Regions from separate parts of the Mus musculus genome. Here all the other regions are linked to region 1. Evidence: chromatin contacts called from public Micro-C, promoter capture Hi-C and targeted proximity ligation data. All regions are on one chromosome and are shown on one strand. The core of a region is the stretch at or near the end of the contact, and the rest is flanking DNA. Distances in the headings are between cores, read along the strand shown.

What was found. Promoter capture Hi-C pulls out the DNA fragments that hold promoters and counts their contacts. Hi-C and Micro-C count contacts between places; a contact is called where the count stands out from the background.
Region 2: a contact with region 1 is called in a targeted proximity ligation map of pancreatic cancer cells. A contact is called at or near these places in 1 of 39 promoter capture datasets (pre-B cells), 3 of 130 datasets of targeted methods (bone marrow-derived macrophages, memory CD8 T cells and pancreatic cancer cells) and 1 of 9 other capture datasets (pancreatic islet).
Region 3: a contact with region 1 is called in a Micro-C map of muscle stem cells, with 10 times the contacts expected there. A contact is called at or near these places in 1 of 39 promoter capture datasets (second pharyngeal arch cranial neural crest), 4 of 484 Hi-C or Micro-C datasets (CD4 T cells, embryonic stem cells and muscle stem cells) and 2 of 130 datasets of targeted methods (memory CD8 T cells and pancreatic cancer cells).
Region 4: a Micro-C map of embryonic stem cells shows a contact between it and region 1, with 3 times the contacts expected there. A contact is called at or near these places in 1 of 484 Hi-C or Micro-C datasets (embryonic stem cells) and 2 of 130 datasets of targeted methods (the NIH/3T3 cell line and pancreatic cancer cells).
Region 5: a contact with region 1 is called in a targeted proximity ligation map of pancreatic cancer cells. A contact is called at or near these places in 3 of 39 promoter capture datasets (cranial neural crest, frontonasal cranial neural crest and maxillary cranial neural crest), 2 of 130 datasets of targeted methods (bone marrow-derived macrophages and pancreatic cancer cells) and 1 of 9 other capture datasets (pancreatic islet).
Region 6: a contact with region 1 is called in a targeted proximity ligation map of extraembryonic endoderm stem cells. A contact is called at or near these places in 4 of 39 promoter capture datasets (cranial neural crest, frontonasal cranial neural crest, maxillary cranial neural crest and 1 more) and 6 of 130 datasets of targeted methods (epiblast stem cells, extraembryonic endoderm stem cells, memory CD8 T cells and 3 more).
Region 7: a contact with region 1 is called in a promoter capture Hi-C map of neural stem cells. A contact is called at or near these places in 1 of 39 promoter capture datasets (neural stem cells) and 1 of 130 datasets of targeted methods (pancreatic cancer cells).

What each region holds. Positions count from the first base shown.
Region 1 is chr19:3,766,556-3,769,955 of GRCm38.p6, forward strand. It overlaps Kmt5b (lysine methyltransferase 5B), which reads left to right and starts at 1,334. Exons shown (of 11, transcript NM_001379678.1): 1 at 1,334-1,785.
Region 2 is chr19:4,267,828-4,271,658 of GRCm38.p6, forward strand. It overlaps Ssh3 (slingshot protein phosphatase 3), which reads right to left and starts at 1,406. Exons shown (of 14, transcript NM_198113.3): 1 at 1,188-1,406; 2 at 718-758; 3 at 1-151. The coding sequence starts at 1,253. It overlaps Ankrd13d (ankyrin repeat domain 13 family, member D), which reads right to left. Exons shown (of 15, transcript NM_026720.2): 11 at 3,615-3,772; 12 at 3,392-3,508; 13 at 3,139-3,302; 14 at 2,967-3,058; 15 at 2,353-2,722. The coding sequence ends at 2,509.
Region 3 is chr19:3,321,630-3,325,137 of GRCm38.p6, forward strand. It overlaps Cpt1a (carnitine palmitoyltransferase 1a, liver), which reads left to right and starts at 1,672. Exons shown (of 19, transcript NM_013495.2): 1 at 1,672-1,745.
Region 4 is chr19:3,386,832-3,390,247 of GRCm38.p6, forward strand. Tesmin (testis expressed metallothionein like) reads left to right here and starts at 2,026. Exons shown (of 9, transcript NM_001039657.2): 1 at 2,026-2,502. The coding sequence starts at 2,119.
Region 5 is chr19:4,147,025-4,150,448 of GRCm38.p6, forward strand. It overlaps Coro1b (coronin, actin binding protein 1B), which reads left to right and starts at 1,630. Exons shown (of 11, transcript NM_011778.3): 1 at 1,630-1,712; 2 at 2,318-2,520; 3 at 2,839-2,961; 4 at 3,066-3,195; 5 at 3,416-3,424. The coding sequence starts at 2,320.
Region 6 is chr19:4,119,936-4,123,704 of GRCm38.p6, forward strand. It overlaps Aip (aryl-hydrocarbon receptor-interacting protein), which reads right to left and starts at 1,640. Exons shown (of 6, transcript NM_001276284.1): 1 at 1,401-1,640. The coding sequence starts at 1,499.
Region 7 is chr19:3,281,156-3,284,540 of GRCm38.p6, forward strand. It overlaps Ighmbp2 (immunoglobulin mu binding protein 2), which reads right to left and starts at 1,855. Exons shown (of 15, transcript NM_009212.2): 1 at 1,546-1,855; 2 at 264-433. The coding sequence starts at 1,631. Mrpl21 (mitochondrial ribosomal protein L21) reads left to right here and starts at 1,887. Exons shown (of 7, transcript NM_001347420.2): 1 at 1,887-2,016. The coding sequence starts at 1,917.

The DNA.
Region 1 (3,400 bases), core at 84-2,583:
TGGTCTCCTATGCCCACTGCCCACTCCCAAGATGGTCTGTAGACTGAGGATACAGGTCACACAGCTGAGGTCAGCACAGGAATTCTGGTTTTGAAGAAATATACCTTCCCAGCTATGTGTCCTTAGCAGGTTTCTGTGCCTCTGTTTCCCATCTATGGAAGGGGATAACAAGCGTCGTCAAGTACTCAAGATCAAAGAGGCAAGGGCAATGGGAGCTAAGTTGGTATTTGCTTGACTCTGCTGAGCCATCCTCTAGAAAATGCCTACTATGCTAAGGTATGTGAGTGTTCAGTGTGGTAGTGGTGTTTGCAGGGAACCGAGGCAGGCTGGGGCCCTCCTGCAATGGCCTCAGCTGTTCTCCCTGTCTCATGTGTCGCTGGAGTTGCATTCTTTCTTTCCATTGCCTGGACATTTTCGTACCTTTCCATAACACCCTCCACCTCACTCAGGTGTTTGCTTCAATACGTGACAACCTCAAACACCTCCTTCAGGTCCCAACCACCTGCTTCACTTTAAAGCCTGCGTTTTTCATAGAATAGTGTATAAGAGGCTCTGGCTCCAGCCCTGAGTAGTTGAAAAGTCACCCAACTAGTCCATGCCTCAATTTCCCTGTGTGTAAACTGGAACCCACAATACTCTCGACCTCTGGGGATTACCCTGAGGGACAAATAAAGGGACACACCAGATCGTTGGGAACGACGTCTGGTTAGGGACAAGGATGTGACCCTCGTTATTGTTGTGAGGCACCCCTTATCCAACTGCAAGATCCAAGGGGTGGGGCTTCACCATACCCCAGGCGTGGGTGCAAGCCACTCCGGATCTTCCGCCCCAAGCTCCCGGAGGACCAAACCGCCTTTCTTGCGCCGGTTGAGCCCGAAGAGGGCGAGGAGTGGCTGCGTCGTGGAAAGGTTGTCACTCAGTAGGTGCTCAAGGAGCGGCCGGTGTCAGCACGGGGGACCCAAAGCACGCTCCCTCCCCGCCTCCCGCGTGGTACCGTTCAGGTGGCCCACATGGTCTTGAAGGGTGTTTCTGCTTCCAACGACACCCATCCCCACAACAAAGAAACTCGCCATTCCCGGCCGCCTCCCCTCAGTGCACCCCGGAGGCACAGCGGGCCCGGAGCGCCGTGCGCCTCGCAGTTGCCCCCTGAAATCGCAGCTCGGGAGCTGTCCCTGGTAGGTGCAGGTGCGCACGAGACGGGGGCGGGGGCCAACCCCGCGGGGCAGCAAGCGGCCGGGGTACTAGGTGGCGCCCACCGGGCGCGCGGCGACGCCGCCTCCACCGAGATTTAAAGGGCAGCCGGGCGGAGGGATCTTCGAACGACTCTCGCTGCGATCCCTCCGCCTCGAGGCTCAGCGACGGCAACGACGTGGTTTCTTTGGTGGTGGTGGTGGGGGGGATTTACTCTTGTGCCTCCGCTGTCGGGTGCCGCGGCAGGGAACTTCATTCTCTCTGGTGTCTCTCAGCCTCTTCCCGCAGAATTCCGTCGAAGCCATCGCGGCCACTAGCGCGGAGCAAAGGTGCGCGCACGCTCGGTGTCGGCGTGGTGTCCCTCCGCCGTCAGTCGTGGACTCCTTTTCGTGTCCTTCCACCGAGCCCGGGCGGTGTCCGGGTGGCTCACCGGGGGCGGCGACGCGTCTGCGGCGCGGCAGCGAGGCTCGGGGGCTATGAGGTGAGGACGCCCGGGGACCGGAGGCGGCACCCGGCGCTGCGCGAGAACGCAGGACGCGAAGCCCCGAAGTCGGCGGATGCCTCTCAGATCCCGCGACTGCGCGCGAGGTGGAGGTGAGGCCCGAGGACTGTGAGGCGGGGGTGGCCCGGCGCTGCGAGCCAGGGCTCGGGGACAGGGGCTTGGCGCGGGCCGCGGTGGTGGCCGTGGCGGCAGGGTTGGGGGGGCCCCTCGGCGGACGCGGACTCCTTTATTTCCCCCCCCCTTCCGTCAGCGGAGGCAGCGGGCGGTGCTACGTCCGTGCCGCCATATTGGATTTTACTCTCCAATTTTTTTTTCTGAGGAAATATTTTTTGGTGATTAATTTTTCTGGAGGGACCAAAAAGTGTAGCCGGGCGCTTCGGGAGCTCGGTGGCGGAGCTCTTGGACGGGCCCGGTGCTGGAAGACCGGCAGTGCTGGCGGTGAGCCGCGGAGGACGTACGTGCGTGCGTGCGTGCGTGCAGGAACCGGGCCGCGGGGCGGGGCTGCGGGGCCGGGGCGGCCGGGCGAGCGAGCACGGCCTGCAGTGTTGGCGGCGGCCGGAAGGGAGCGGTAGCGGTCGGCGAGGGCCGGGTCGCGGCCGCACGAGGGGAGCTGCTCGGCCGCTCGGGATTGGGGGACTGTGTTTTTCCTCTTCTCCAATGGGCGGCCGGCAAGCGTCTCGCCCAATCTGCTCGCGCCGGCTCGCCGAACTTTCGGTTGTTTTTGTTTTGGCCCGAGCCTCGTTTCCTGTTGCTCCAGGCTCAGACTGTCGCGCGCGGGGGTGGGGTGGGGGTGGGGGGCAGTCGCTCGGGCCCCACGCAGTGGCACTGGCGTCACTCGATCTGTCATCCGCTCGTTCAGCCAGAGTGCAAGAAGGAGAGGAGGAGACGTGAAGTTCATCTTGAACTTTCTGATGGCGCTCACTCTGAGACAGTCCTCTCAGAGGAGCAGACAAGATGGATTGCCTGACTTGATTTGTTTGTTTGTTTTTTAAACCTGCTTTCTAGACTTAAAACTGTCTGACACAGGCCTGAGGGGTTGGGAGGCTGCCGAGTGGATGGATTCCTTAGAGGAACTCGCTTCTCCTTGTAACTGTTCCCCGTTCTTATTTATTTATTTATTTATTTTGACAGAAACGCCAGCCAGTTTGGGTAATTAGTAGACAAAACATAAGCCCTTTCAGAGGCGATGAAGAAGTTATTGTTTTTCTTTTTGCCTGAAATGATCACAGACAACTTTTTTTAAAGATTTATTTATTTCTTATATGTAAGTACACTGTAGCAGCCTTCAGACACTCCAGAAGAGGGAGTCAGATCTCTATTCTGATGGTTTTGAGCCACCATGTGGTTGCTGGGATTTGAACTCCAGACCTTTGGAAGAGCAGTTGGGTGCTCTTACCCACTGAGCCATCTCACCAGCCCCCACAGACGACTTTTGAGTGAAGTCCATGCCTTAAGAGTGAATTGCCAAAGACACACGTTTGCAATGTAGACGTGGGTTTGACCAAGTCCCTCACTAAGAGCCCCTATGGTCCAGGGTTAAAGTGTGCAAATAAATGTCTAGGTGTCATACATGGGCAAACAGTAGACTCTGAGTCTATAGCCTCTCGACATCGGACACTGTACTCCCTCTTCCAAGCTCACTTATGCTAGTTGCCATACCTGGTGCCTTTTGGCCATCCGGTCTCTGGCTTTCTCCTGTCCCAGCAT
Region 2 (3,831 bases), core at 156-2,655, 500 kb after region 1:
GAGTCCTTGCCCTTTGTCAGTCTGGTCCTCGGTGGGCTGTTCCTCACCTGAGGGTTCCTCCATTGGCTCAGAGTCAGCCTCAGATGCAACATTACTGTCCCCTCCATCCTGAAGTCCCAGGACAGCCCCTCGGAGCACCGCAAAACTCTGCCTGGCAGAGCGATGGGGACATGGTTCAGGTCATAGGTTTTCAAACTTTAGGGAGGCTGAGTCCCCTGGCTGGCGGAAGTGGGCTGCTGGCCCGCTCTCCAGAGTCAGATGGGCCGGAGTGAGGCACAGTTTGCACTTTTGTAACCAGGACCCTGATAGCGGTAGGCACCTAGAGCCAGCCTTGGGCTCTCAGGCTCCTCCTCACCTTGTTTTGCACCTTTGGAATGTGTTCCTTTTCGGGGTGGACTCAGATGCTATAAACTTGTTTAAGCACTTATACTCCTTCAGGTCCCATCCTGCCCTTGGTCCTGGGATTACTGGGCGAGCCAAGGTCCAGGTAATGTGTGAAAGCATCTACTGGCCAGGGCTAAGTTAACCATGCTGGTTCTTCCACAAGCCAGAGATGTGATGTTTGCCAGCTCCACCCACAGCATCTGCCTCCCACCTAAGCATGAGTTTATCTGACAATACTTAAGTGAGTCCTTGGTCCAAGCAAGACATCAGGAGTCCACAATGGCAGCAGCTAGGCCACAGGCTATAAGGAAGCATTTGTCAGACAGAACTCACCTGCGCTGGAGCCGGCCTCTGCGTCTTACCACTCGGTCCTGCTGAGAAAGCAGCCCGGGAATAGAGTAAGAGAGCAGCTTCCAGGACAGGAAGCACCCAAAAGCCTCTCCTCTTCCTACAAGGGAGCGCTAGGTGGAAAAGAAATCTCTTTCCTCTGAAGCCGCTCCCCTCCAACAGGCCCCAGAGAAACCCGGCCTAAGTCCAGGTACAGCAGTGCTGCAAGGATAGGGGGTTGCAGAGTGTGGGAGGTATTTGGGCAGATCTGGGCTTCAACAGACCCGGGCGGTTCTCAGGATTCCGCATCTACCTACGTCGAGCTCCTGGGAGCCTCAGGGCCTCCCAAGTGCCTTAAAACGTGAGACTCAAGGTCCCCCTCCGCCTACTCCCAGCCGTCTGCTAGGGGCAGGACTTGCTCCCTAAGGCCTACCTTGGCAGCCAACTGTAAGAGCGTAAAACCAAGCTAAACTCACCGTGGGTCCCACAGGCGTGGAGTGGCCACTTGCCGGCGGCGAGCGACTCACTGTGACCAGCGCCATAAGGTAGGCAGGCCCGGAACACCTGGGCGAACACCCGGCACGACCCCTCCCTCAGCCTTACGGTCAGTCCCTGCCTTCGCACAACCAGGAAGAAGAGATTGGAGCCACCAGGGCCTGGCACCTCCTCGGGAGCGGCCCTTAAAGGGCCCGACTCATGACCAGTCTGGTCGCGTAGAGCTGGTACCGAGCGACAGCGGCCCCGCCCCTGCGGTCTCGGTTCAGCTTGCCCCGCCCCGACCGCGCTAGAGGCGTGGTCAAGGGCGTGGCGCAGGTGAGCCCAGACCTCACTTTCCCTGCTTTGGTCGCTTTGCCCACAGAAGGCTTTCAACCCTTCTTGCTGCACCCAGTAAGACTTGGACCCCCACTGTTTGGTTTATGCTATGGTTTCTTGGAAAGGAAGGAGCAAGGGCAACAGTTTTGTTTTTGAGACAGGGTCTCACTATGTAGCTGACAGACCTGAAACTCATTATATAGAGCAAGTCGCCTAAAACCCAGAGATCCACCTGCCTCTGCCTCCCAAGCACTAGAATTAGAGGCATGCGCCACCATACCTGGGAGGCAATGGGTCTTAAATCTACCACCCCATTCCAAACTTGCTCTCTTTTCTGCTTGGCTGTCATTCCTCTACTCTTGAGAAGATCTGGGAGAACAGAAGGCCTTTTTGGAATTTTTGCAATAGTCCCCAATACCTGTACGCATTTCAGGTCCACCCTAGGGGTGACTAGGACAGGGCTGAGCCCCTTCCCCAGAGAGTGACTTGCTTAAAGGTTCATTCTGGTAGAAAATACTTGAAACAGGGGGAACCTGTGCCTGAGTTTTGGGGATGAGGTGGGAGCTTCCCCCAGTAGGTAGAATAGGAAGACCCAGCCCAGCGGGAGTATGGACCATCAGGCTGGGTGGCAGGCAGAACCTGGGGTTGGGGTAGCATCCAGGGAAATTTCAGAATCTCCAGGAACTCCTGCCCCGTGAGAAGTGGTCTTATTTTCTAGCTGTAGAAATGGAGGCTCCAAAGCTGCTCAGTGCCAGCTCCAGCGAGGACTACCCATCAGTAACCCCATCCAGTGTCCCCTTGGTTCCAGACCACGCAGGACAGCAAGCCTACTGCTGATGGTCTCTTTATTTCCACCTCAGTCTCACTGCTAGCCTATCTTCAGTGCCCAGGTCCCAAGCTCAGCAGCAGACAGTTTATAAATAAATAAATTACAAAACCAGGCAGAAGGCATGGCCCTGGGGAGCCGTCCCAAGGCCAGGCAACTCAGTGCTCTGTGAGTGACAGCTGCAGGATCCGCTGTAAGTCGTCTTCTTCCTGCTGACCCCGTCGCTCCAACTCCTCCTGTTCCCTTGAAGACAACTCCAGGGCCAGGCGAAGCTGCTCCTCAAAGCTTGGGGGTGCAGGGGATGGAGGTGTCTTCTGAGGAGATTCTGGACCCCTGGACTCTGTGGACAGCTGTAGGCTTTCCTGCAGGGCCCTTCAGGGTAAGGGTTGAGGGGAGAGCAGACCAGTGAGAAGGCTTGGGGAGGAGCCAAGCCCATGCAATTTTGAGAACAAGGTGTCAGGGACAGAGACAAGCAGGCCCTCTTTTGGCTCTTCATGCTCCCCACGGTAAGCAGCATTTTGCCATGTGAAGGCATGGAGCCCTTGGATCAGAACTCCCTGGCTTCCCACCCATCACCAGCAGCCAGGGACCCACACACAGTTCCTGAGGGACTCACTGCTCCAACTGAAGCTGCTCTTCAAACACTGTGACTCGGGGAGGAGGGTGAATGCCAGGCCGTGTGTTGGTCAGGGCTTCCCACACCGTCACCTGCAGCAGCCAGAGCCCAGAACTGTCACCTTGGGCCTGTGGCTGTAGAGGCCATGACCCACCTTCCACTTGCATCCCACCTGCTCTGCCTCTGTGCCTGCCTCAAGCAGGCTCTGCTGGATGGCAAACTGCAGCAGGTCGTCATCCTCATCCCGAAGGGGCTCGCTGCGCTCAGCACCCAGCACACTGTATCCCTCGGGCACCTCGAATACAGTGGGGTCCACCTCACATGGAAAAGGGCTTCCTGGGCAGGGCAGCGGAAGGGTCATGTTCAGCCCTAAGGCTGATCAGAGAGCTACCAGCTGTGAATGTCTCCTGTAGCTATAGTCATACCTGAAGCAGAAATGGCAGAACTGGAGTTGGGGACGCACACCGAGCTCACAGGCTCATCACAGCCGCAAAGGTTACTGAAGGTGATGCGGGCATTGAGCACATGGAAGAGGGGAATCTCTGAGGGGAGAGAGCCAGGCTTGAGCTGCCTGCACCCCTCAGTAACCCCAAACCTGAGGAGGGCATCATGCCCAAGTCCTGGTTACCCCCTTGCCTGCCCTCTCACCAATCTTGACAGGGAAGCCTGGTGGGAGACGCAGAGTGATGAAATCCCGTAGCTTGGCAAAATGAGCGTTGCTGATGGCCATCAGGTCAATGATGGGTGTCACCTGGTCACCCAAGGACAGTGGGTGCTCCTCACTTAGCCACAGTGTTGCCTTGAACCTATCCAGCCGACCATAGCAAGTGGGTCAGGGACACACACACACACACACACACACACA
Region 3 (3,508 bases), core at 422-2,921, 440 kb before region 1:
AAAACCAGGTGCAGGCGGCTCTGGCTCATTATGGTGCCTCCCCAAGGCACGAGGTGTCTGAGAGTTCCTTCTGATGTTGTCTCCGCCCCTGCTCCTGTCCCTCCTGGCCGGCAGGGAGGGCCTGCTGTCAAGGCCGCTGAGCCTCCTGGACAGACAGGGCACAGGGCCAATCCAGAGGGACGCAAAGCAGGACGCCAAGAAAAGAGGAAGTGTCCTTGGGGAGGGGACCGGTTAGGACTGGGGTTCTAGGGAGAGAAGGAAGGGCATTTAAGGTGAGTCCAACAGTCCAGGACTTAAAAGGAGCCTTAAGTAGGGGGCAGCAAGAGGTGACACTAGAGCCATCGAGGCCGATGAGGCCCGGGGGACAGCAGAAAGTGTTTCCAGATAGCACCTCTGCAGTGCCAGCCACATGTCACACTGGTCTCTGCTTCCACGCTCAGGAACAGGTGCTCAGATAAGGATGCTTAAGAAGATGGAAGGCGTTTGGGTGTGTCAGAACAATGAAGGCAAGTGAAAGACCCCGATTCTCTATGAGTCCCTTCACATAAACTAAAAATCTCAAAGTTACACCCAACAATCGCCTGTCCTTTTAAATAATAGAGGTGTAGGGGGAGATGAGATACAGCAACAGTTAACTACAGTTGGGGGCGGGATCAAGGGGAACTTTCATTTTCTCTATGGAACCCTTCCACGGCAAGGCAGAGAAAGATGGAGGCAAACAGGGCTCTTCCATGACCAGGCGTGCTTGACCTCAGAGCTGCGACTCTTCCTTCTTCAGCGCATTTATGGAGAGCTTGCTACACGCAGGGCCTGGAGCTGCAGCCTGGGAGGGCGCCCCATCTGGCGGGTAGAGTGCTTTGCCATGTCTGGCCCGACTTCTCTACACCCTGTTCACAACTCACCCTGCAACCTTCGTTCCCCGTGTGCTGCCAGCGATCCCCCTCCAGAAGCCACTCTGTCCGAGGTTCCAATCACTCCCCTATTGACACCTATTCGTTCTCAGCGTTCAAAGAGTACTTCGATTCCGTTGCTTTTGGGCGCAGAGACTTGAATCCAGGACCTTACACAGGCAAGGAATGCACGGCATTGTGAGCTACCCACACACCCTAATTGTTCCGCAGATGAGGGTTCCCCCGCCCCCTGACGATTTTATCCCAGGGAGACTATGAGTGTGTTGGCCTCTGGCGCCAACCTGCCCCCGGATGTCAAACATCTGTTCTCAAACTTGGAACCTGAGCTTACTTCTTCATTCTCTGATGTTAGACAAGCCGTTCTTCCCAACACCACCCCAAGCGTCCCACTCCCCTTTTTTAAAAAAAAAAATAATCAACCAAACAACCAAACAAACCAAAAGTCTGGAGCAAAATCAGCATAACTCCCGCAGGGTTGCAGAGAAGTTTACGGGCGGATTAGTGTAAACCGCGAGTGTAAGCCAAGTATGGTGCAAAGAGCTGTTTTGGACATGGCTTTAATGAGTTGGTCCCTTTTGTATATGAAGAAACTGAGGCTCTCAGGGTAAGGAATGTTGTCCTAGGTCTGCCGTTGGCAAGCTCGGGACTTAGCCTCAGTTTCCTTACTGACCTCCTCCCCGCAGCCCCGCCCCGTCCAGGCCCCGCCCCGTCCTGCCCGCGCTGCAGCCCAGCTGGGCTCAGCCAATCACCCGCGGCGCGCGTCGGTGAGCCTGGCCTCGCCCGCCCCGGCCCGGACTCCGCTCGCTCATTCCGCCGCCGCCGTCTGCAGACTCGGTAAGACACCGCGAGGGCAGCGCTGCGGCACCGCCCTGGGCTGGGCGCGCGGGTGTCATTCTTAAGAGTGTGGAGGGAGACCCAGACTGTGCCCGTAGGGTACGCGTGAGCCGCGCATTGGAGAAGCAGAGGGCACTCCCTCCCCCGCGCAGTGACGGATCTGGGGGATCCCGGGACGGGAGGAAAGATGCTTGGTCCCCAGACTGGGCAAAATGCCTCCACTCGGGACGCGTGGGACCTCGGCTCGTGGTGTCCCGCCCCACGGTGGATTCACTCACCGCGTGGGTTTGGGGTCTTCATTGCTCTGTGAAAGATGCTTATGATTAGGCGTGACTCCTTGGTCCCTGACCAGTAGGAGTGTCAACTCCCTTTCTGACCCCTGCTCACTCCCCACTCCGCGGGTGGCTTGGGGCCAGTGTGGACGCCGAGCGTTCTCCAGGCTCTTTCCACCCGCTACTCTGCAGGTGGATTGGTTCTCGGGGTCCGTGAGGGTCGGGCTCGGCAGTAGGAAGGATGCTCGCACAGGGGACTTGGCAGGTGGCCGGTGCCCTCTCTTCGTGCGGGTCCCTGCAGTATAGCCTTCGGGACACACCCTTGGCGCAGAGACTTAAGTGTTTTGCACCCCTCACCGCGGTTTTGCCCGGGGTTCAAGGGCAGGTGGGTGTCAGAGACTGCCCAAGGTCGCGCCGGGACCAGAGCCCGGGAGGGTGGGGGCGTCACGTGACCTGGCCTGAGCGAACTTGGCCTGGGACAGCCGGACAGCACGGTCTGGGCAACCAGGCTGTGCGGTAACAGCGGGTACCCTTCGTTTTTCTTCATCTTATTGTGAATCGGGTCTGGTTTTCGTTGATGTCACAGAACACAGATGAACGCTCAAGTTTTTAAGGAGTTAAAAAGTTCCTAGTGTGAACCAGGCTACATACAATCAAGCTCAGTACTCTCAGCTCTGGGCCGACTCTCGTTCCGTGCATTTAAATAGTTGTCCAAAAACAGATTTTAGTCGGAAACTGCTAACTTTGGAAGTTCGCAAATAAAATGAAAGTGAGTTTAGAAGCCTTTCGGAACGCGTATTTAGTTACAGCATTTTGTTGCACAGGCGTCTGGTTTCTGGTCATTCCTGATATTCAAGCGTGTTTATCACTGTCAAAACCACAAGCCAAATGACTAAAACACAGCTTTGGCCTTTTATTTGTGCCAGCAAGCATACATCACCACCACCCCCTTCCTAGTCGGTCGACTCAGGACTCAGTGAGGACCTAAAGCAGAGGACTGTGGTGTGGGGAGGACAGTGCTTGCTCCGGGGCAGTGCAGAGTAGTAGGTAGGTCTGGGCAGCGTCCGCATTCAGAGTCCTGGGCTAGACTGGTTTTGCTGCAGCACCCGGAGCTCTTTTGTCATGTAAATTATTGCTTTTCTTAACTAAAGCCTCGCTAGACTTAACCTTACACTTGAATTTTCTCTTTTATCTATTTATTTACTTTTAAAAAATGAGATAGGATCTCATGTAACACAGGCTGCCCTCCAGCCTGCTCTGTACCCAAGGTTGGTTTTGAACCCCCGATCTCCTTCCTGCACCCACCCATAAGTGCGGTGATTATAGGCGAGCACCACCACGCCCGGCTTTGAACTCCTTAACCGTCTTTGGAATCAAGCTCCGGTTAGGTTTTGTATCAAAAGTGGCCGAAGCGGCTTCCTGCACAAGACAAAACCTTTCGAGTTTGAGCTAGAAAGCCACCTGACTGCAGATGAGGGGTGGAACGCCTCC
Region 4 (3,416 bases), core at 776-3,275, 380 kb before region 1:
TCTAATTCAGAAATCTGCCTGCTTCTGCCTCCCGAGTGCTGGGATTAAAGGGGTGCGCCACCACCACCTGGCAAAAATAAATCTTTAAAAAATGTAAAAATAAACAAGAGCCCCAAGAGCCAGATGTAGGAAGTGGAAGCTGGCACAAGGAAGTGCCCAGCTGGGCATGGGTTAGAACTGTGACCAACAAGAATAACAAGACAGAGGCAGCTTTAGCCAACCTACTGGGACAGCAGCAGTCATGGAGGTGCCAGGCTTCATTCTGACCAGCTTGGTGACATACCAGTGTCTGTGTTTATCTGGTGGATAGGTGTCTGAGACTCCTTACCATTCTTTCTTGGCAATTTTTGATTGAATGCACTAGGATTCTCAGGCTAGCCCTTAATGCAGTGTGCTTATTACAGCTGTGGAACATGTGTGCACAGACCCAGGAGAGCATAGGGAGATACGAGCCATTGTGACAGTCTGGTGCACGACAAGATGTCAGCCTCACCTTCCATTTAAACAGTTGGTGAGAGACTTTCATAGTATGTAACTGAGTCGGGGCTCGCCTCATTTTAACTGGAAGAAGCCGCCAGAGCACTGTATAGAATCCTTCTCAACGATATGGGAATGCAAGGTGCAAAGGAATTCTTGCTGCCGACTGTGGGATGTGGATTAGCTTACAGAGTGCTTGCCTGGCATGCAAGAAGCCCTGGGTTTAATTCCCATACTAAATAAGCTGATGATAGTGGTGCATACCTATTATCCTAGCACTCAGTAGGCAGAGGCAGGAAAATGAGAAGTTCAAGATTGCCTTTGATTACATAGTAAATTCAAGGAAGTCTGGGCCACATGAGACCTTACCTTTAAAAGATATAAGTAAAACATGAGTTGGAAGCCAACCTGGACTAAATAGTGATCACCAGGTCAACTAGAGTCACGCAACAAGACCCTGTCTCAAACAGACTAACAAGAAACTAAAATGGCTGATGAGGTAGCTTAGTGGGTAAAGGTGTGTGCTGCCAAGTCTGACAACCTGAGTTTGATCCCAGAAGCCGCACAGGGAAGGAGAGACAACTCTCGACTCTGGAACGTTTTCCTTTCCTTCAGATTAATGCCATGGTGTGTCCACAAATGTATATGCAAATACGCATTAAGTGTAAATAAACAAAACCCTGAAAGCAAAACCTGATGGCACAGGATTTTAATTGCAACTACTGAGACTGAGACAAGGTAACACGTTCAAGGGCAGAGTTCCCAGCATGTAGGAGGCCCTAGATTCAATCTCCAGTACTGCCTGAGCAATAATAGATAAATGTACTGGAAGTGACTCACAGGTTAATAGCACTTTTTTTCGCTGAGGACCCAAACTCACTTCCCAGCACCTATTAACTCAGTTTCGTAATGCCCCCCCCCCCCCCAGGTTGGACCGTTAGGGAAGGGGGCGGGGCCATCTCTGCCTGGACAGGGCGGGCCTTAACAGGGGTGGGTGGGGCCTCCCACCTAGCACTGCTTCAAATTTCCTGGAGTATTAGTCATGTTTTTAACCCCAATTTTTGGGAGGCAGAGGCAGGTGGAGCTCTGTGAGTTCCAGGCCAGCTTGGTCTACGTAAAGAGTTCTAAGCCAGCCAAGTCTACCTACTAAGATTCTGACTTAAAAACAAAAACAGATGAAAAGGAGGGGTGAAAATGATGTAAATACAGTACTCACCAATGAAATTTTCAAAGTTTAAAAAAAGAGAGAAAGAACCACCACCTGGGAGCCTCAGTTTCCCCCACTAGGTGCAGGAGAGGTTGGCTGATACCCAGTCCCTCCAGCCTCCATCCAAGCATACCGAAAGGCTGCCTTGTGGGCCAACCACAGCCCAGGTCCCATCCATCATGCTCAGGCCCCGCCCACCAAGAGCCAAAGCCCAACCTCCATGGCAAGGCCCCGCCCACCATAGACACCCACCTACCACAACCCAGGCTCCTGTCATCTTGGCAGAGGCCCCACCCACCGCAGCCCAGGCTCCGCCCCGTTCAGTCAGAGACGGGCCCCGCCCCTTTCCCTAACGGTCAACGGTCGTCCAGCCTCTCAGAAGCAAGGCGAGCTGGACGGCCGCGTCGTGTCGCTGTTCTCGGGTCCCAGTGGCCATGGAGGACGCGCTGCTCGGCGCCATGACTGGCCCCGAAGACGAGCTGGGCGCCGAGCTGTTCGGGTCAGAGCGTGTGTTCGCGGACGGGCTGGCGCTGAGCCCCGCAGGCGGTGCGGCCGATCGGGATGAGTTGCCGGTTCTGGCCGACGCCTACCTGGGCGCCACCGAGCCAGGGGAGCCGCTGCTGCGTGCGCTCAGCCCCCCGCCGGGCGCTGAGGTACCGGCCGCCCTGCTCGGCGACTTCCCGGGGCTGCCCGAGCTCCGCAGCCCAGACGACGCCGCTCCGCCTCCCGCCTACAGCGTGCACGTGTTATCGTCGTTACTTCCCGGTGCTCGCGGGCCCGCGCTGTTGCCGCTAAGCGCAGGAGTGCGCGTGATCCCAGTAAGCGCCAGCAGGGGCCACCGTCGCGCCGCCTCTCCGCGTGCCTATCCTGTGGGCTGGCCCCGGGCAGCAGGCTCAGGCACCACAAGGGATACAAGGGAGGTGGCACCTCCCTGCCCAGCCTTTTCCCCTGCAGATGACTGTGCCACACTAGAAGAGCTTATAACTGTTGCCATCACAGTGTGTGTTCCTGGCCTGTTGGACTTGTGTCTCCACCCACCTCCGCCCCAGCAGGGCTAGGGATAGAACCCAGGGCCTTTTGCGTGTTCTGCAGATAGTTTTCAGCCTGGTAGTTTGGGATTGGCTGGGAGATTTTTTTTTCTTCACACCAAAGACTTCCATTATTGAGGATTTTTTCAGTTGATGATCTCCCCCTCTGTAAGATAAGGGACAGTTCTTTAAACCTATGTAGAGTTTTGATGAATTCTGCTTCTCAACCATATTGCTAAGCTATATAGCAATTCCTTGAAATTGCTATATAACTTAGGAGAACCTCTGATTCTCCTGCCTCTACATCCTGAGTGCTAGGTGTACAGGTGAGCCCCACCACACCCGGCTGATACAATGCTGGGACCACACCCTGCCTTATGCTAGTCCACTAACCCAACTAACCCACATCCCCAACACCTCACTGTTGCCAATAGAAAGGAATCAACCTTTTAAAGGAAACCAGGCACAGGTCAGCCCCCAAAGAACCCTGCTTGGGAAACTGGGCTCCTCATCCAGTCAAGTGTGTCAGGTCTAGAGTAAGCCTTCATAGAATTTTTGTTGTTTTAAATCTCTGTGGAGATGACAGGAGCCTGGCTTTGTACACCAATAAGTCACAGCTAGTAGAGCTCAGAACCCAGAAATCCTGTTCCCTGCTCAATTTACAGAGAAGGTGGGACTCTAGCCTTCCCACAGGAACCTTCTAA
Region 5 (3,424 bases), core at 380-2,879, 380 kb after region 1:
CTGTGCCTCTTCAAAGGAGCCAGGTGTTGGTTCTGAGAGCTGTGAATAGGAATATTTTGCAATTCTATATTCAGCTCTGCTGCTCATTCGCTCACCCAGCATGAAGTGGTCTCACGCTGGGTGCTGGCTGGGTCTCCCTCTGGGCACTGGAAGGCAGGGTGGAGGCTGGGGGATAAGGGGAGTGCACAAGACAAAGTCCCTGTCTTTCCTTTGCTGGCATGAATCTTAGCAGGGTGCCAAATAATTACACAATGTAGCATCTGGGACTAAGAACGATTAATGGGAACCAGGAACAGGAAGAACTGGGTGAGAGGAGAGCTCAGAAAGACCCACAGGGGAAGTGACACTTGAGGCCTGGGGTCATTGAGGGATGAAGCCTTCCCAAGGCTAGGAAGAGCTTCCAGAAGGAAGAAGGGAGCAGGATGTGTTAGCCTGAGGTGGGAACTGAGGTTTGCTGTCACTGGGACACGTGCTGAGAGGGGACAGTGCTGGGTGCCCTGGGGTCAGACAGGAATTCTGACATAGGAACATGGAACTATGGATTTTATTTGAAGTGGGGTGATGTGGGGGGTGGGGGTGGTACTTAGAACTGTAGCCACCTGGCATCATATGGGCTTCCCTGTGAACATCTGCTACCCAAGTCAAGCCACACTCCTGCCTCCCTAGCTCCAGGTTTTACAAACAGTGAGAAATCCCAAGACATTGGAAATAACAAAGTTGGGCTGAATCCCAGCTGGGAGGTCTCAATCAAGCACCTGTCCTCTCTAGGCCTGTTTCTTCAGAGTATAGTGACCACTGAGGTGGGACACAAGTCCACTTAGCCTCCCACACACAGTTGGGGCCTCATGAAGGCTAAACAAAGCACCTTTACCTCTGCCCTGCCTCTTCCCACGTCCCTCTTCCCTTTCTGGGAAAGACGGCCTCGTATCACCACTGGTTACTGGAGGTAGACACAGAGGAATAGTGTTCTCTTACTACAGTGGGTCCTAACAGGGACACCTACGTCCTCCAGGATGAGAGGAGATAGGGCAAATATGAGGAGGCAAATCCAGGCTCTGATGGGATGGAGGAGAGAAAGGACATGCATTATGCATGGGATCCACTGTCATCCTCTACTTCGATTTTCTCTAAGCCAGAGCAGGAGCCACAGGAGTCCATCAAGATGTAAGAGATTGCCTTTCACCTCTTCAATGTACATATCTGACATCAGGAACCCCCCAACTTTAAAACCCATACCTATGGCAGGGTGTGGTGGCACATGCCTTTAATCCTTGCACAGATATCTGTAAGTTCTTTGCTAGTTCCAGGCCAGCAAGTATGCAGAGTAACAACCTGTCTCAAACACAAAACAAAAAACACGTGAAAACATTGGAGGCGGAGCGAGAGAATACTTTTGGGTAGAACTGGGTAGGGAAATCAGAGGGCAGGCTTCACCCCACCTCAAGAGACTCGCACAGTCTGTACCCGCGGCTCCAAGCAGGCCCGCCCCTTTCAACAAGCAGCCCAGGGCCTGGCGACTAGGCCTTGCCCCGTGGGCGGGACATCCTAAAGCCCCGCCTTCTGCGCGTGACCTTGCCCCGCCCCCGCCTCCCTCGGCTATCACTTCCTGATTCCCGCTTCCTGCTTCCCAGAGGCCGGGATCCGGAGCCGCCCGAGGTCGCCGCCGCAGTCCCCGGCGCCCCTGGGGAGCGGAGAGCGGTGAGCGGTGAGCGGTGAGAGCGGCAGGGACGGACTAGGGGCGCAGACGTGGGCCTGGGGCAGGGGGCGCGAGCCGGAAGAGCGCCTCGCCCCACCTTCATTCCCGACTCCCTCCCACCCCCCAGCCGCCCCTCTCTCCCTTTCTGGGCTGGGATCTTTGGAAGTTGGGTTCCTGGTTCACTTGGACCGTGCTCCAAGGCCACTTTGAGGACCTGGCAGTATCCTCGACCCCTGTTCAGCCAGGGTCCCTAGGCCCGACTTCTGCAGCTCTTTGCACAGTCCCCGGGACTGAGCTGCGGCCTTGCTAGACCAACCAACCCCTTTTGCTGCCTCTTCTCCCCATCACCCAGCCTTCAAACTCTGGGTGTGGAAAGCGCCTTGGAACCATCTGGGACCTACAGAAGATCTAAATTCTGTCTCCCTTTCAGCAGCACACACACACTCAGACCCCTAGCCAGGGAGGGGATGGGGAGGCAGAGAGTGTTGGTCTGCACCTATGAGCCCTTTCTATAACTGGGGAAATAGAGACTCCCAGCTAACGCTGGACCAATTTCCTGGTGACATGCTCTGTGTGTCTCTTTGGAGAGCAGAGCTGATTCAGGTGTCTCTGCCCTCACAGACATGTCCTTCCGAAAAGTTGTGCGGCAGAGCAAATTCCGGCATGTATTCGGTCAGCCGGTCAAGAATGACCAGTGCTATGAGGACATTCGAGTGTCCCGAGTTACCTGGGACAGCACCTTCTGCGCAGTCAACCCCAAGTTCCTGGCAGTGATTGTGGAAGCCAGTGGTGGAGGCGCCTTTATGGTGCTTCCTCTAAACAAGGTGGGCCTCAGCGGGTCAGGGTGGAGAGGACATCTGAGGACACTCTGGTCACACCTGTGGGCAGGGCAGTTTGTGCCACTTCTTGGCCCGTGGCTACTGATGGATTGTTGATGGAAGTAGAAAAAGTGTTTATTGCCACCAAGTGTGGATAAGAGGCTGCAGCAGGCATTTCCTCATATGCTGGGTGGAGCAGACACATCTGGGCCACCAGGAACCAGGGCAGTCACATTATTCTTGCACCTTGGAGGGCCCATAGATACTGGGAGGAATGGAGGTCGGGACTTTGGGTTCTTCTCTGACTGCTCTTCATGACTACAGACGGGCCGCATTGACAAGGCCTACCCGACAGTGTGTGGGCACACGGGGCCTGTTCTGGATATTGACTGGTGTCCCCACAATGATGAAGTCATTGCCAGTGGATCAGAGGACTGCACTGTCATGGTGAGCAAAGGACCGTTCAAGTCAGGGTCTCAGGGTGTGGCTGAAGGATGCTGGCAGCAGGGGCAAGCACAGGCCTGAGCCCATGCTCCGTCTCCCTACCGCAGGTATGGCAGATTCCAGAAAATGGGCTGACCTCCCCTCTGACAGAGCCAGTAGTGGTGCTCGAGGGGCATACCAAGCGCGTGGGCATTATCACCTGGCACCCCACAGCCCGAAATGTGCTTCTCAGTGCAGGTTTGCACCATCCCATACCTACCCCTTGCTCTCCGCCCTTCTCCAGGATGATCCTGGAATGTTCAGCAGCCTCTCACAGGCCAGTCTAACAGGGGAAGTGATGCCTGCAAAGATGGTGGCCCGGATCAGTTCAAGAGGCGGGGGCAGAGTGGGCCTAGTGGGCTGATGGTCCTACGAGTGCATGCCTGGCTACCTGAGCTGATGACCGCTTGCCCATCAGGTTGTGACA
Region 6 (3,769 bases), core at 390-2,889, 350 kb after region 1:
GCTGTGCTGCCTCTCTGAAGTCAGTTTTCACATCAGTAAAATTGAATCAACAATATCTGTCTAGCATTGTGGGAGATAAACCTATGAACACGTACCACAGGGCTCAATGGTAGCTGGGCTTTTTCTTTTACTTTTCTGCTTGAAAATCCAAGGCCTCTACATCCTAGACTCTACCACTAAGCCCCATCCTTAACCCTGGTGGTGTTACACTTATTTCTGTATTTGGGGGCTCACATGTGACATCATGCTTGTATGAGGTCAGAGGACAACCTGCAGAAGTCACTTCTCTCCTTCTACCATCTGGGTCCTGGGGATCTGACCCAGGCCATCAGGTTGGCAGCAAGCACTCTATCCACTAAGCCACCTCACCAGCAGAAGACGGTCCCCCCTCCTGAGCCCCAGTGATTGTTTAATCCTGCCTGCTTCTATTTACCACGTGCCCCTGCTCACAGATTAGTCTTATATTAGTTTATCCTAAGCTTTTCCATCTAGCATCCCTCTTGCCAGGCTCCTTCCAAAGCCTGTTCTCTATCTCCATCTCTCTAATTTTAAGACAGGGTCTCATTGAGTGTCCTGAGCTGGCCTTGAACTCATGCTGTAGCCCAGCTTCACCAGCGGCTGAGACTGTAGGCATGGGCCACCAGGCCCAGCTTGTAGATCCCCTTTTCAAGCACAGCTGATCACTACCACCACATGCCTGCCCTCTGCTCTCAGCATTTACCCCTCACCACATCAGACTAGACTCTCTGCCTGCTGGCTTAACACCACTGGCCAGAGGGCATACATTCATTCACAGAATTCTTGCTTTTGGCTTCACTGGTATCAGCTCCACAACTGTGATTAGAGATCTACAGCAACAAAGCAGGGGAACCTAGAGGTATGGAGTGCCTTAGGGAGGGGCACCTGAACTTGGTGCCCAGATATAAAAGCAATGCTACCATCTATCAGAACGCTGACATAGGAGTTTGGTCTGGAAAACTGGATCTCTGGGACTCTGTGTTTTTTTTAGTTCCAGGACCTCAGTTTCCCTATGTAAACAATGAGAATTGTCCTAGATGGTTTCAGAAGGCCCCTTTACTCAAAACTGCATGAGCTTTGAACCTTCAGGTACGGGTATCAGCACTGAGGTCACACCCACACCAAACCATTTTGAGATGACTGACACCCACCCCTGTCCAATGCAGTCCTAAAGCAAAGCCAAGGGGCGGAGTAGACATATCTGAATTAACTCCCACTTAAATCCAGACCAATCAGCGTCGAGCTCGGCATGTGAGAGGTAGCCTGACTGGCAGCTGCTCTCTGGGCATGCGCAACCTCTCACCTACGGCCTCCTCCCGCCTCGCATGCGCACCGCGCTTCAGAAGAGACGCTGGGAAAGTGGGGAGAGGATGGACACAAACCTTAGTGCCATCCTGAAAGTCCGGCAACTCTCCTCGGCCCTCCTGTATCACACGCTTTTGGATCCCGTCCTCTCGAAGTCTTGCGATGAGATCCGCCATCCTCCTTCCCCGCTGCTCCCTTTCGGCAACTTCCGGACTCGCTCGGTAGCTTCCGGACCTGTTTCGGCAACTCCTAGCGCCTCGGCAGCTTCTGAGCAAGCGCCATTTTGACTGAGGGCAGAAGCCAAAAAAGGGAGGGAATGAAGAAAAGAGCCGTGATTGGTTCCTAATGCTACGGCTTTAACGCGGCACTGGGGGCGGAGCCTGAGCCTGCTTAGGGGCGGGCCTTTGGTTGTCCCTCCCCTGCCAGTTGTGCTTAGTTGGCTTTATAGGGGTTGCAGCTCTCCTAGCTGTGTGCCACTCCATTTAAGTTGTAGATGCCCTATTATCGGCACTTCAGTTAGAAAAATGAAAAACGAAAAACACCGCTTCACCTGTGTATTCCCTTTGGGCCTTTTTTGTTTTGCTTTGTTTTGTTTTTTAGAGGCAGGGTTTCTCTGTGTAGCCCTGGCTGTCCTGGAACTCACTTTGTAGACCAGGCTGGCCTCAAACTCAGAAATCCGCCTGCCTCTGCCTCCCAAGTGCTGGGATTAAAGGCGTGCGCCACCACCGCCCGGCCCCTTTGGCCCTTTTATTTTGCATACTTTAGCATAAGTTATAACATCTAGATTCTGGACTCTAGATTCACTTGTCTTAAGAAAAAAAAGGAAGGAAACCCGGTGTGGTGACACATACTTCTCTGTAGTGTCTTCATCCCTTATATCATAACCAGGAAGATTATTTTCTTTCCCCTGAGCCCCAAGTCACATACTCTGACTGCTTCACTTTCCAGCAAAAAGTCTTGAGGGGCTGGAGAGATGGCTCAGCAGTTAAGGGCACTGACTGCTCTTCCAGAGATCATGAGTTCAAATCCCAGCAACCACATGGTGGCTCACAACCATCTGTAATGAGATCTGATGCCCACTTCTGGTGTGTCTGAAGATAGCTACAGTGTACTTATATAATAAATAAATAAATAAATCTTAAAAAAAAAAAGTCCTCAGAGAGGGGACTTTCTGAAGGGAAGAGGAAACATGCTTGGGTTTGTTTTCTATCAACACAGAGAGCTTACAGGCGAGCTAAGTAGTCTGCTGTACTCATCTTGCAGAAAGTACAACAGAAGGAAAGCTGACCGATATGGCTGATAAGTATACACCAGAGCATGAAAGATGTAGATAGATAAAAATAATAACATATTATCCAGGTTGTTGTGGTACACGCCTTTAACCCCAGCACTTGGGAGGCAAAGGCAGGTGGATCTCTGAGTTCAAGTTCAGATTGGCCTACAGAGGGAGTTCCAAGACAGCAAGAGAAACCCTGTCTTGAAAAACTAATGATAACAACAATAACAACAACAATAATAATAAATAAAATGTTAAGCTAGGGACTGAGAGTGTAGCTCAGTGTTGGAACATTTGCCTAGCATTTGAGAGGTCCTGGGTTCTTTCTCTAGCATACACACACACACAAATTAAGCTAATTTAATACACTACATAATCCTATCAGTATTCTCAGTGAAATATCAGTCACGAAAAAAATAGCGTATGGCCTGGAGTGATGACTCAGCAGTTAAGAGCACTGTACTTCTTTAGAGAATGTAAGTTCCATTCTCCACACCCACATAGCAATTCATAACCTTCTGTGAGTCCAGTTCCAGAAGACAATACGTGTTCTTGTGGCCTCTGTGGGCACCAGGCATATCTGTAATGCACAAACATACATGCAGGCAAACATGCACATTGAAAAATAATACTGTATGATCACACTTACTGAAGTGTCTACATAGACAGCTCAGAGACAGAAAGTAGAACGGTGCAGTGGGAATGGGGAAGTTGTTTTTTAAGGAAGGACTGAGTTTCTATTTTACAACATTACAAAGCTCTACAGACTGACTGGCCACACAATACTATGAATTCATAACTGAACTGTGCAGTTTGAAACTGTGAGGAAGGCCAGGTAATGTTATCTGTATTCTACTTCAAGAACAAATTTTGTTTCATACAGGCAAAAAAAAAAAAAATGCAAGATGAGAAAGACAGACTAAAGAGCAAGTAGGATTTCTCCCAACAATGTAAGACTGGAATACTTGAGATCGACTTATTCCTCAATGAGACAACTCAATGGGGAAAGTCCTTGAGACAGGGTTGAAGGATGGCTCCATGGTATAGAGTGTTGCTGTTCCAGACAACTGGGGTTTGGTCCCCAGCCCCCACTTGGCCACTCACAATTATCTGTAACTCCAGTTCCAGGGGATCTTCTGACCTCTACAGGACCCAGGCACTGGCATGCAT
Region 7 (3,385 bases), core at 605-3,104, 480 kb before region 1:
AACCTTATAATCCCAGCATCTGGAAGGTAGCGGCAGGAAGATTAGGAGTTCAAGGCTCAAAGTCATCCTCTGCTACACAGGAAATTTCAGACCCTGTCTCAAAACAGCAACAAAAGCAGCTATGCTGTTCACCAGGTTTGTAACCAGAAGGTTTTCACTGTAGTGCCACAGACTGTGTGGGTCAATTCTCCAGCCCTTCGGACAGCACAGGCCTTGATCTGACCACCAGCCATGGATGATACAAGCCCCCAGGGAACACGTACCAGAGGTGAAGCTGTTGCTAGGAAGCACCACTGCAGGTCCAAACTTCCTGGGCTCAAAGGTGACCAGCCGCTGCCCATACAGCCCTGTGCGCTGGCTGGATACCTGAAGCTTCAGCAAGCACACCCCTCGGCTCTGAAGCTCTCTCAGAGAACTGTGTTCCTGCCAGGACCTAGAAGACACCAAGCAAAACAGCTTCACTGTGCCTGCACAAGGGAGAAAGGAGTTCTGCTTATAGGCATTACGTATGCCCCAAAAGAACTCCGGATCCACTCTACTCCAATCCTACCTCTCCCCCACACCCCACGGGACAGGTACTGCCTAACTTGCTCCAAGTCAGCCAACACAGAATCTTATCATGTCTCTTTGCCATCTGCCATCTGTCTTTTGGGGCCCTCCCATTTATACCTGACTCTCTCTCTGCTTCTTACCACCAACACCCTAAGTGTGGTTCAAGGTCCCAGTTTGGCTTAAAGCATATCGCTTCATTCTCACAGCAAGCACATGGTGTGGGAATCACATGCCTTCACAGACATGTATGGGAAGGCCTAGTACACAATTCCATAGTCACACAGCCACAACAGCAAAACCTCTCCCTCATCATGACTGACAGACTCTCAGTCAACCAATCTACAGATTACACATCTGTAATCTCACAGACTGACTTCACGTCCTGCCTCCACGTGGGTTACCCTGGGTCAGTTACTTCGCCAGCCTTTGTCTATCCTTAGGGAAATGCATTACAGGAACTGCACTGTGGGATAGAGAAGTGGTGGCTCTGTCTGTTGCAGGCCTGTAGATATTCTCCTGAAACAACATGGCTCTTCAGGAATGCTCAGGCACCATACATGACATAGGCTTCATTAACTTTCCTCTAGGAAGCTGCTCTCTGGCACACCCCACTCCCTGGATCCCGAAGAAAACTTGTCCCACTCCCCATCTAGCACTGACCATCCTGTTAAGTCTCTCTCTTTCTTTCTTTCTTTCTTTCTTTCTTTCTTTCTTTCTTTCTTTTTCTCTCTCTCTCTCTTTTTTTTCCCTTGGGGTGGGGGGCCTCACTACAGGGTCTCCTGTAGCCCGGGTTGACTTCAAATTGGCTACGTAGCCAAAATGTGATCTTGAACTCCCGATCCTTTTGCCTCGACGCCCCGAAGTGACGCTGCTGTGCGGTCTTCTCCTAGGGCTGTCTCTGTGTGTTAGCCATTCACCCAGCCAACACTAGACTGGCTCCAGGCGGTAACTAAGGAGAGCTACAGAGGGCCTGGGACCTGCGGCCAAACTTACCTGCGCTCCTCCACCTCGGCGTCCCGCTCCAGCTCCAGCAGCTGTAGCTGCTGGGCCACGAAACTCTCCACGGTGGACGAGGCCATCTGCTCCGCGATGCAGCCCCTGACTGATGCTTCCTGCTCGGCCAGTTTAGTCCTGTGGGACCCGAGTTCCAGTCGGACCGTGTTCCCCACTGGACCAGAATCCGCAAAAGGCCCTGCGCTCCCAGCCAGGGCGCGGATTCCCGGCCGGTCCGTTTCCTGCGTTCCCCGCCAAGCCAGTGATTGCAGTAGGATCCCTGTTTCCCTGCTCCAGGTGTTCCCTACTGAGTTTGTGTGTTGACGCACAAGGTTCGCGCTGCTTCCGCTTCCGGTTGGGACTGTGGAAACATGGCTGCTGCCATAGCGGCCTCGGCATTGCCGGGCGCCTTCGGGCGGCTGGTGTCTGTGTGTAGCCGTAGCATCTTGGCATCCCAGGGATCCGGATCAGGTGAGACCAGGGAGGCCTGGTGAGGGAAGAAGCTAGCGGTGCTTCCGCCGTCTGCCGCCCGTGTGTCTGAGTCCACCTTGGCTCCTGGTGTGTTGGTTATGAGAGTCGTGAATATGGCACAGGGTTTGGAGTACGAGAACCTGGGATGAGAACGTGGTTCCTTCCGTTCATTGCTTAATACTGAGAAGTGCTCTTAAACTTAAGTGTAGGTCCTATAGTACAGGGACACAAATGGGTGTAGACAAATGACCTACCCAGGGTCATACAATGGGGATGTAAAGAAAGCGAGTTAGAAGCTGCTAAGTAGAGCATGGGTGTGGACAGTTGTCCTCGGGCTGCTAGCCACCCTCGGATCAGGAAAAAAAAAAATGACGTTGAAGAAAGGAGTGAGTGATTTTAATGTTAGTCTATCTTGAAACATAACAAGTAATGTGCCCTTAGTTTTGTTGACCCAGACCTTTTAGTTTGTGTATGTGTTATGTGTATGTATGTGTGCAGGTGGGTGTACATGCCCGTGTGGAGACCAGATGATGATGTCAGGTGGACACTGTTGTGTTCGACCTTTTCAGTTTCTTTCTTTATTTTTTTTTAAGACTTATTGTGATGTTTGTTTCGGGGGGGGGGGGGGAGGGTCCTTTCTGTGCATTTAAGTGAAGGTGCCTTTGGAGTCCAGAAGAGGGGGTCAGATGTTAATCCATAGATGATAGGAGAAAGGCCACCAACTCAAATCATCGTAGCCAAATTAATTAAAGCAAGCTTTTTCACTTGGGTATGCAGGCTGCCTCCACCTAAGACAGGGTTCAGGAGGTCAGCATTGGACACCCCTGAAATCAGGGTTTCTATAGTTCAGGGATAGGAGGTTTCCAAATGGGGGTGAAGCAGAACATAAGCGTAACCGGTTGGTCACAATAACCTTCTGAAACAAAAGTGCAGTTGCAAGGTAGTCGTAACAACAGGTTGTAATAATAACTTTGAAACAAAGGCATAGTTGCCGTTTTCCGGGACAGGTGGTATAAACCCATTTGTAGTTAAGGTGTGGCATAACCCAATCCTTGAGAAACAGATTTAATCATAAACAGAAATGAATCTACTTTTTCTCTACTATAAGATGGCTTTCCAGCTTAAGATAGAAGTATGCTGGTTTATCACAGATCCCTGGAGCTAGAGATGCAGACACTTGAGGCCTTCCATGTGGGTGCTGGGAACCAAACTTTATCTTCTACACGAACGGCAGCTACTCTTCCACTGACCTATTTCTCCAACCCCTCTCCACCTTATTTCTAAAGGTTTCTCAGTGAATCTGGAGCTGGCTATTTGGTTAGACTGGCTAACCAACAAGCCCTCAAGATCTGTTTGTCTCCACCCCCAG